Regions from separate parts of the Gossypium hirsutum genome. Here region 1 is linked to region 2. The links are chromatin contacts, called in public Hi-C maps. All regions are on one chromosome and are shown on one strand. Each heading gives the region's core, a stretch centred on a gene start, on an enhancer-like site or on the middle of the called end of the contact. The rest is flanking DNA. Distances are from core to core; before and after follow the strand shown. Region 1 holds the start of LOC121219605 (ARM REPEAT PROTEIN INTERACTING WITH ABF2). Region 2 holds the start of LOC107886546 (plant intracellular Ras-group-related LRR protein 3).

Region 1 (5,185 bases), core at 2,615-5,114, 830 kb after region 2:
TTTTCGTGGAGAAGAAAAGATGAAGATGTTTATCTTTTATTTATTTCTTTATTGTTTTTTTTATGTTTTATACATTTTCATTATAATTAAAATTTAAAATTAATTTACTTATAACTTCAGGCCACTATAAATTTATAAGGGTCTAGTTTCTATTTCAAGTCTTGATTTTAATGGCTAATTCAGTCCATAGAAAATATATATAATGATTAACTTTTACCACTTTTATGATATAGTCCTCATACTTTAATTAATCACTAATTCAGAAAAATATCATATCCAAAATTTAATTCATCTATATAATAACTCTGTAAATATTTAACAAATACATTTACAAGCTCAATTTTCAAAAACAAGGTCTCGACGCTTTATTTTTTGACATCACTGACTTTAGAGTCAAAACACTTGTACCCTAACTAACTATCCAATTAACAAATTCGTTAGATCAAATTTCAATATAATATTATAATTTACTCGTAAATATTAATTAATAATACTTACATACTCGATCATAAGAGAACAATGTTTTGAAACCTCTGAAAAATGGGTTATTACATTCAATATCCTTCCAAATCTATGTTGTAAAAGTATGGTACAATAAACTAGCAGCGATATCCTTTGAAATAGCATTAATAATCCATGAAGTGACAAGATTGTTCGTTCATGTCCAAGCATTGAGACAATCAACTAAAAAAGATTCTAGTCAAACAACAGATTTATCAACAAAACCCAATTTGTTCTTGGTTGATAACACCATAATCATGGAATGACGCCAAGTGTTGTAATTGTCAGACAATAATGTTTGAGAAACCAAAAGCAACCTTAGATTATCAGATTGATCCAAGTAATAAAGATTATTACCATTGTCAAATTGATCAATCATAGAAATCATGTTGAAACTTAAGAAATAAAAAAAAATGTTTGGTTGGTGAGAAAATGCCAAGAAAATGAAATATGAAAACAAAAAAATAAAAAAAATTCAAGAGAAGGCCTCTGATACCATATTGGAAGAAAGAATTTGTTCGAAAAATATTCATTAATTAATGAAGTTTACAAGAAAGAATATATAACCAACTATGGCTAGCTAACTAGCATTCTAACTGAAACAGTAACAAATTAACCAACTATGACTATAATTAATTACGTAATACAATATGTAAAACACAAGATGAACACAAACACAAGATGTACAAAATCACATTAGCAACGATAATTTTTAATCTATATTCAATAAATACAATATTATACAAACAATCAGTCCTAATTTCTTCAAGAATTTGTATTGATATTCTCTAAAAAATATATAAATCAATTAAAATATTAGTAATCTTATACAAAATGATTATCCCAAAATTATTCCATAAAAAAAACTTAATCTTGCATAAAAATTCTAATTTATCACAAGTAAAGCCACAATTTAATTTTTTTTAGAGATGAATCAATAAGGCTTGAACAAAAAAAAGCATTGTTATCAAATTAGAAAAACCTACTTAAAAAGTATTGAAAGATTGAAAATTTATGAAAAAAAATTATTAATATTGAAAGAAAATAAAAAAGATTAAAGTTTGTGGACGTTAGTGAGTGTCAAGTATTGTTATTGGGTTAATAACTTAATTTATTACTTATATTATTTTTTATAAAGTATTTTTTTAAAAAATTATGAAATTAATTGACCTCACAATTACGAGTGGCTCCACCATTGTAGAGAAAAATAAACTTGGGTTTATATAGAAAGAATATTAGGAATGTAAAAGAAAGAAAGAAAAAGGGCAGATTTCATGATTTAATATGAATTAAAATTTAAAATGATGGGTAAAATATATAAAAAATTTAAATATGAATTGAACTTGTTCACTCCATTTTTAGATTAATAGATCAAATCAAGATTCAGTGTAATATTTCGGTGAAATGGATTTCATTAATTAATAGTACAGAAGATAAATTTCATTAAGTTTCAATTTTTCTTAAATTATGCCTTTTTTTTGTGGGGGGGGGTTAAATAAAAAATAAATAAGTTAACTAATGAGTATTGAGCTAGGTATATTGGGAAATTAAACATAATAAATATACTTTTATAGAGAAAAATAATACTTTTACATGAGAAAAAATTTTAAAATTTTATTTTAAAATACTATGAGAGTAAACTTGAGATTTTAAATGCCCAAAACCCAAGGACATTTTGGATACAAATCATTTTCATTTGCAAATTACTTAGCTTTAGCTATAAAAAAAAGGGACAAGAAGAATAATAACTTGAATTCAATCGACCATTATCTAGCCTAGCTTAAATAAGTGGACCCATATTGCAGTTAGTATTGGAAAGTTGATTTTAACTCAAAAAGCATAAATAATCCAACTTGAAATCAAACATGAGAATTGAGGTTTTTTTTTTTTCGCATAATCAACAAGCCTAATTAAGCAAAGTTTGTAGTTTAATCTTAGTCTCGAATTGAGCTTGAGATTTAAGTGAAACTCGATCAAGTTTGAACTAGCCAAACTTCAACCCTTGAATATCTAGTAGAACTTGAGCTTCTTATTGATCGAGCTTGGGTTAGCTCAATGACGCCCCAATCACTAATAACTAGAAAAAACTATAATACTAAATATATACTCATTTGTAAGATATTGTTCGTATTAATTCATTGAGCTTTATAATTTGTTTTACAAATTGAATAGGATGTGAACGCATAATTGATAAGAAATTGATAGATTTTAATAGAAATTTTATGAAGGTTTTTATATTAAGACTTAGATTACATTTTCTTTCTCTATTAAAAAATAGGTAAATTAGTCTATATACATTATATTAAAAAGTAAACTAATCCTTTTGTTATAAATTCTATTCATTTTTACTGTTAAAAATTAGTTCTTATACATTAGCATAAGATAAATGTGACATGTCACATGTCATTGTCAAGTTATTTCGTCAGTTATTCTAATTTTTAATAACACAAATAAATGATTTTTTTAACAAAAAGAATAAATTTATCTAATTTTTAAATAAAAAAAAACCAAAATACAATCTAACTTTAACTACAAACAACTCCATACTACTTTATGCACCATGAATGCATGTGAGGAAATGTATACAGAGTAGTGATACGAAGCTGAAAGAAAATGACATGACAACGAACTCTATCCAAGACATTATAATTGCTAAGCCTTTGAATTGATATGTTCAAAAGGGAGTTCAGGAGTGAGCAATATTATTTTCATCAAAGATCAAATAATTGAGTAAGCATCAACATTTCTATTTTACTGTTAAAGGATCATAATGTAGTTTGAACCTCTGAATAATAATAATGATAGTTCTTGTCTGAGTACATTGGCGGTCGTAAAAATTATCACTCCATTTTTTCCCTTAAAAATGCTGTTGGAATTATTTTATTAATTGCAGAAGATTGCTCAATAGATTTCATCATCAAATAATTTGATGGGGTGTTGGGGTGCTTAGACAAGGAATGTCTGAGTCAATTGTTAGAAGACTAATTAATAAAATAGTAGATGCCATCTATCTTAAATGTATTGGGAAGAAAAGTAATTAAACACAGAAAATAGAACACAAATTGCGTGGTCAACAATTCAGAAGTAAGTCTTCTTCGAAAATTTCATCACTCTGTTTATCTTTTCTATAACATCATCGGGTCAACCGCTAAGGGTTTTTTTCTTTCTTTCCAGTCTCATAATTCTTTTATATAATTACAGGATATGTTTTTGTCTATATGGGATAAAAAATCTTACAGTTGTATTAATTATCAGAATGTGTTGAGTTGCAGTATGAATTAAGATGGTGCGAAAGTAATTGGAAAATTAAAGTAATATAAAATGAGGTAAATTAAAAATAGATGGAAAAGTATGCTTTGACCGGAAACCAGTAAAAGAAAATGAAAAGGAAAGAAGGAATAATTTTCAACTGATCTTCGGAGCAAGTGCTTTTCACCTTCCTATTACGAAATGTAAGAAGCTTAATCAATTGACTCCTCCTCATCTTCTTTTGGTGCATTTTAATTTGTTATTATTATCATTTACTACTATCGTTGTTTTTTCCATTCACGCGCTGCGTGGAAAGTGGGATACCAATAATGGTGTAAAAAAAAAACACAGCACAATTCCCTAGAAGAGCAGAGGACTTCCTAAAAGAAACGTCAGTAGCAGCTAGCTAAGCTGATTGATTTTCTACTTCTTGACTCGCCCTGGACTCACCTAACGTATTAACTTATTGAGTTGATGATGGGATCGGCGGAGGAGAAAAGAATCGAGGATGAGCTGTCGTATCCGATTATGCTAGCTGAGCGAGTTCGGGCGGCGGCGGACGAGGCGGAGTCGTTTAAAGTTGATTGTGGGGAGGTGGGGAAGCTAGTAGATCGGCTTTCCCAAATGCTTCGAACCCTGGTCCGCTCCACCACCTCGGTTCAATGCCTCTACGAACGCCCGATTCGCCGGGTAGTCTCCGAAGTCTCCAAGAATCTAGAGCGAGCCCTCACCTTAGTCCGAAAGTGCAAGAGGCAGAGCATCTTGCGTCGAGTCGTGAGGATCACGAGTGCCACCGATTTCCGCAAAGTGTTGAACCTTCTGGACGCTTCCATCGGCGACATGAAGTGGCTCATGGGAGTCCTCGACACCGAGAACAACGGGACTGCCAGCGGAATCTTCCTTTCCCTTCCCCCGATCGCCAGCAACGACCCGATTATTTCCTGGGTTTGGTCTTACATCGCCACCGTCCAAATGGGCCAATTAACCGATCGAATTGAAGCCGCTAATAACCTCGCTTCTCTCGCTCGAGACAACGACCGAAACAAAAAGATAACCGTCGAAGAAGGCGGCATCCCTCCTTTGTTAAAGCTTCTCAAAGAAAGCTGCTCAGCGGATGCCCAAATCGCAGCGGCTAATGCGCTTCTTGTTTTAGCAAACGAGCAGGAAAGAGTTAGGAGTATTGTCGATGAAATGGGGGTTCCAATTGTGGTTCAAGTGTTGGGAGATTCCCTTATGAAGGTTCAAATTCCGGTAGCAAAACTAGTGGTGAGAATGGCGGAGCATGACCCTGTGGCTCAAGAGGATTTCGCCAGAGAGAATGTGATTAGGCCGTTGGTCACTTTGTTATCGTTCGAGACTTTTGTGGAAGATTCTAAGACACAGTTGGGTAAGCAAAGTATTCATTCTATAGTTCAGATCAATAAAGAAATGGAGA
Region 2 (5,323 bases), core at 762-3,261:
TTGATAAAAAGGATGAAATGGCCCGATAATGGACCCAAATTTGGCTTTGGTCCAGTATGTAGCATCAACGCACCCAAATTCACAACTATAATTATAAAAATATTTGAAACCACTAATCAAAATCAAGTCTCAAAATGGATAAAAATTCAAATATCTTACCTCACTAGAAATATAACCAAAATTTTCAATGGAATTGTTATGTGGATGTAACAGAACCCAAATTCTATGAATACCAAACCAAAGGGAAAGATATTTTAGAAGCACAATTGACGAGGGAAATTTTGCTCTTCAATCTAGAACGAGAGTGAGAATCACTGTGTGTATTTTCTTTTCCAATACATTTGAAGAGGAAGGCTGAACTTCTACATTAGAGAAAGAGAATATTTTTTTTGATGAATACAGATGTTTAGCTAGAATTTACAGCTCTTTTTTGCTCTAATGGTTTAGGGTTTAATTTGTTAAAACAGGGGGTTGGTGCAGCGTAGAGACAAATTAGATTAATAGACTGACAAACTTCTTTTACTGGCAAGGGGGCACGTTTGGCTTTCAAAACAGATACGTTTTACTCATTCCTACTTTATCAGGATTGGTGTTTGCATTTCACTCCTGGAACAGCAAGAGTGAACAAAAAATAGTATAATACCTGCATCGTGCAATGCTTTCCGGGAGGGCATTTAGCTTGTTTCCCGAGACATTGAGGATCCTCAGATTAAGCAACAAACCAACGGAGTCAGGCAGATGTTGCAAATGATTGGAGGATGCATTAAGCTCCTCAAGTTTCTTTAGTCCTCCAATCGAATCAGGAATGACCTGGTTCCCAAGCACAAAAACACTAGTACATAAGCGTCTACCCATATTGTATACAGTTAAACAATTTACATATGTAAAGTAGTGAAGACCATAAGCAGCAGTTCTTTGTGCAAAACAGAGAAAATATACCAATATCCTCAGTCTCATGAAATACGCCATACTTTTAGAACAGGAGATAAAGCAATTTTAATTGAATAGCGAAAAAGGAAAGAATCCAAGTATTTAGTTTATCAATTGGTATAGTGTTGATCAAAGGAACATAACGTAGCTACTATAGTTCTTAGCTTAAACATCACAACTTTCGCAATTTCATCAAGCCTTGGATCAATTTGGCATAAACAGAAGAAAAGATAATGAAAATAAACATATAATACCTCTATCTGGTTATTGGAAAGATTGAGATAAACCAAACCGTGAAGTTTACCAAAGGCCTCAGGCAATAGCCTCAACTGTCTTCCAGAAAGCTCAACTCTTTCAACCACCCCATTCTCAGCTTCTTTCAATATCCTCACAACATCCTCATTTACTTCATCATCGCCGCTCATTTGCTCGACAGCTGAGCAATACAAACGACCCAGATTCTCCTCCACCTCAGTCAACTGTCTCTCATAATCCTCGTGCAAGCCTTCCAATCTAAGCACGGTCTTATATATGTCGGCCTCCTGTAAGGAAGATTGGGTTTCTTGAATGTGGGTAATCTTGGAACGAGCAGCGGAGACAGCTGATGGATCGGGTCGAGGTCCTAGGGAGCGTAGGAGGGAATGGGTTTGAGTGACGGAGGTGGGGATGGATCGGGAAAGTGAAGCAAGGATTGATGGATCGGGTAAATGGGGGAAACGGGTGAGTAGATCCTGGCGGATTTGGGGAGGGAGTGATGGGTAATTGTAAGGATCTTGTTGGGAGAAGATGTAGGACAAAATGGGGAACTTTGAAAGATTAGGATCCATTAAGGTGATTGAAGGAAGCAGGGATGAAGGAAACAGGGTCAGGTGGAGGGAGGAGCATTGACGTGTGAGAACGACGAGAGAGTAGTGAACAGCAATGACTCATGGAGCTGATGAGTAGTGTCTCTCGGTTAGCAGTTAGCATCGCAACGCCGAATGCCAAAAGGTACTTCTGGCATACGCTGGACCTGGTCTACCGCTTTCCTTTGCTCACATCATCACATTCTATACTTTGCCTTTGGGTTCTTAATTTCTGAGCTAACAGTGGGTTCCTAATGGGCTTTTCATTTATTGGTGGCTCTGGAAGGAAAGGCTTCATAGAATGACCCACCATCAACCCCCCCCCCCAACAATACATTTTATTATTACGGTTATTATTAAGGTTCCAAACTTGATTTACATAAAATAAGACACTTACATAATTTATATTTAGTAAAAGAAAGTTGGAGCAATTTTACTATTGTCAATTTTGAAAGTGAGCAATTAAAGACAATAATCAAAGTATTAATGTTTTCCATTAATTATACATAATTTTAATTTATATAATAGTAAATTTAACCTTCAATGTTTATATTATTTTTCATTTTGGCCTTCATTTAAAAAAAATAAATAAATTTAGCCTCAATATTTGTGCGAAATAAATTTAATAAATTAGGATCAAATTGATAGAGATTAAATAACTCTGAATTTTTTAGAAGGACAAATTTGCTCAATTTTGAAATTGGGGAAGATTGTAAAGTTCTTTTTACCTTTATATTATAACAACTCAATTAATAATAATTGTATTTATCCTCCACTTAAAAAATTTTGAACTAATCCAATATCTTTATCATATCAATTAACATATGATATTTATCATTATATAATTAATAGTCAATATTTCATCACATAAAAATATTTTATTATACAATTTTAATTGACTCAAAATTTGGTATACATTATTGAACATAAAATATAAGGGTGAAGTTATTAAAATACTAATTATAAACAAAATTATATACAAGTTGCGTATAAATGCCACAGAAAACAGAAGCGTGATGAGGATTTGAGGATTTGAGTCAGCCAGCCAGCCATCCATACACACCCTGGCCTCTTGGTCCATTATCAAGAATCAAAGGCTTTAACGTCGCCAATATCAGACCCGATCACAGTTTTCAAATGGAAGATTAGACGCATGTGGGATCCGTGATGGCTACACCATTCTCTTTTTTTAATAATGAACCCACTGCTCCTTGTCCAAAATAGACTTCCCAAATTCATGCTTTCTCCATTAGCATCCTCTGTAGTATGGTTTGTTTGATGTAAATAAAAGGGAAATCAATCATATACATTAGGAGGATAAAAAAAAAAGATGGGCACATGGTAGGGATAACCTTAAAACCACTTTATCTTTATCCCCGAAAGATGATAACATAGAATCATCAAACTCTTTCATTTTCGACTTTAATATTTGATAAATAAACACCCTTTCATATTATCTCTGCAAGATTATATGCGACACTGGCGACCCTTCCTTTGAACCAGAAATCACAACCTCTTACTTCTTTTAATTAATTAAAACTCAGCTCAGCTGGAGTTGGAGACTTTTTTTAAAATTTAATCCAATATCTACAGTCCTCTCTCCTATATTGTACTTGTTCATTTTGTGTCTTGGATTGAAGGGAACTCTTTATTCTGTTTCTGTTGTGAATATATTTTAGCTTTATTCCAAGGAAATTATTGTGTCCCACTACTATATTTAGATCCTTTGAGTGCATCTTCTTCATCGGTTAAAATACCAGCTGTCAAGGGGGGGACATGTTTTGTCCATTGCCTGGTGTTCAATAAATTCCAGTCATGACTCCATTCATCTGATTCTTCCAATGGTCCCTCCTATGCTTCCACAATTTATTGCAATTGCTACTTGGAATTTTGTTTGATATCGGAAACCACCATTGCTCCGGTGCTTGTTGCCCATTTGCAAGTAAAGAGATGATCCAATTTGGCTCATAAATGAACAAACAAACAAAAAATCACTGATCAGGAGTTAACTATGGCCCATTGCTTAGCACCACCATCAACAAAATTATCTTCAAGTGAAAACCCAAAGCACCGTTTCTTCAGAACATCCCGATTCTTCCACTCAAAGCTGCCAATCACCTCAAAACTAAGAAATCTCTGGACTTGATGTTATTCATGTCTTGCCCCTAATCGATATTAGGTAAAAAAGAATCAAGTAAAAGCAACTTACCTTCCACCCATTGCTAACTCAGATAATTCAAAGATCGCCCCAATTAGTATCTTCATTAACCTGCAATATCACAAAACCGAAAATAAAACTCCATCATACGTAATCAAAAGCATAAAGCACTCAATATATTATATATGATATATAAAAGAAAAGTGGCGACAAAAAGAAAAAAAGAAGATTAGAACACAAAAAAAAAATGTAGACACGAAAAATACGAAAGGAAAACGGACGAAGATAAATGCCGGCGAAAGCGTGTGGGGCACACGTGTTAAATTAAATAGGGTTGAGGATAAAGAAGATGGGACGAAAATTCTGGCACCTGACATTAGAGAAAAAAAAACCTACTGTTTTAATGATTGCGTGCAAATGGAAATAGAACGGAACGGAGAATTCGGGGAAGCTGTAAAAAGTTGAAGTGAAAAGGAATTGGACCAACAAACAATCCACGAATGGGAAAAATTTTTGGGGTTTTTTTTTTTTTTGAAAAGATTCAAAACGAAGGAGTTGAGAATTAATTAATGGCCACTCATTCATCAAAAGCAGTTCTCCTTTACGGATTTACAGTTTCAAATACATAATCATAAAGCTAACGTTTTTTTTTTCTTTTTTTTTCTATGGGTAGTATTGTTTTTTACTTGTTCTTCGCCCAGGACCATAACGGATTAATAAACTATATGATCCTCGTTTGTTTCGATCTTCTGCTATTGCCAGTGATTCCCGCTGTTAATAAGGTAAATATGGCTAGGGTTGCCATGGTGAACATGGTAACCATAGTAAGGGATCATCTTCCCCGCAGATTTTTCCGAGCGAAGAGGATAGGCAACGGGAGTCCTCGAGATCTGGCGTATGCAGGAGTATCTAGGAGTGGATGTAGATGACGACTTTGAAGACGAAGCCGATGACGAAGGCGGAGAAACATCTTTTTTGGTGGATCTCGGAGGCGAAAGAAAAGCTCTGATCTTTATAGAAGATGGTGGCGACGCTAGCCGATCGTATTCCTCGATGAGATTCACGAGATCCTCATCGGAAGTGATCGAAACCAGCGCGTCTAAATCCTCTGTAGGCAATTGGCAACGTAGGCTCACCGCTGACCCATACATCTCTCCCATCTTCACCAACAGCTCTGTACCAATGATGATATACATTTATTTCATTCCTCATCAATTTTCCAAAGCTTAAAACAGCGCCCTTTTAACTAGTTTATTTTTAAATACTAAACGCGTAGAAACAATTATATAAGAAACAAAGAAAAAGAAGAAAATACAGACCAGAGAAGGGAATGGAGCGATCGACGGCGAGGACACGGGTTTCACCGCCGTAATAACGGAGTTTGCCGTCA

What was found. A called contact is a pair of places that touch in the nucleus more often than the background predicts.
Region 1: a Hi-C map of leaf shows a contact between it and region 2, with 3 times the contacts expected there. The contact joins the promoter of LOC121219605 here to the promoter of LOC107886546 in region 2. A contact is called at or near these places in 2 of 34 Hi-C or Micro-C datasets (both in leaf).

The regions. Positions count from the first base shown.
Region 1 is chrA03:97,814,686-97,819,870 of Gossypium_hirsutum_v2.1, forward strand. It overlaps LOC121219605 (ARM REPEAT PROTEIN INTERACTING WITH ABF2), which reads left to right and starts at 3,865. Exons shown (of 1, transcript XM_041098072.1): 1 at 3,865-5,185. The coding sequence starts at 4,225.
Region 2 is chrA03:96,981,789-96,987,111 of Gossypium_hirsutum_v2.1, forward strand. It overlaps LOC107886546 (plant intracellular Ras-group-related LRR protein 3), which reads right to left and starts at 2,012. Exons shown (of 3, transcript XM_016810539.2): 1 at 1,185-2,012; 2 at 644-810. The coding sequence starts at 1,757. It overlaps LOC107886545, which reads right to left. Exons shown (of 4, transcript XR_001680791.2): 1 at 5,253-5,323; 2 at 4,620-5,107; 3 at 3,985-4,044; 4 at 2,634-3,882.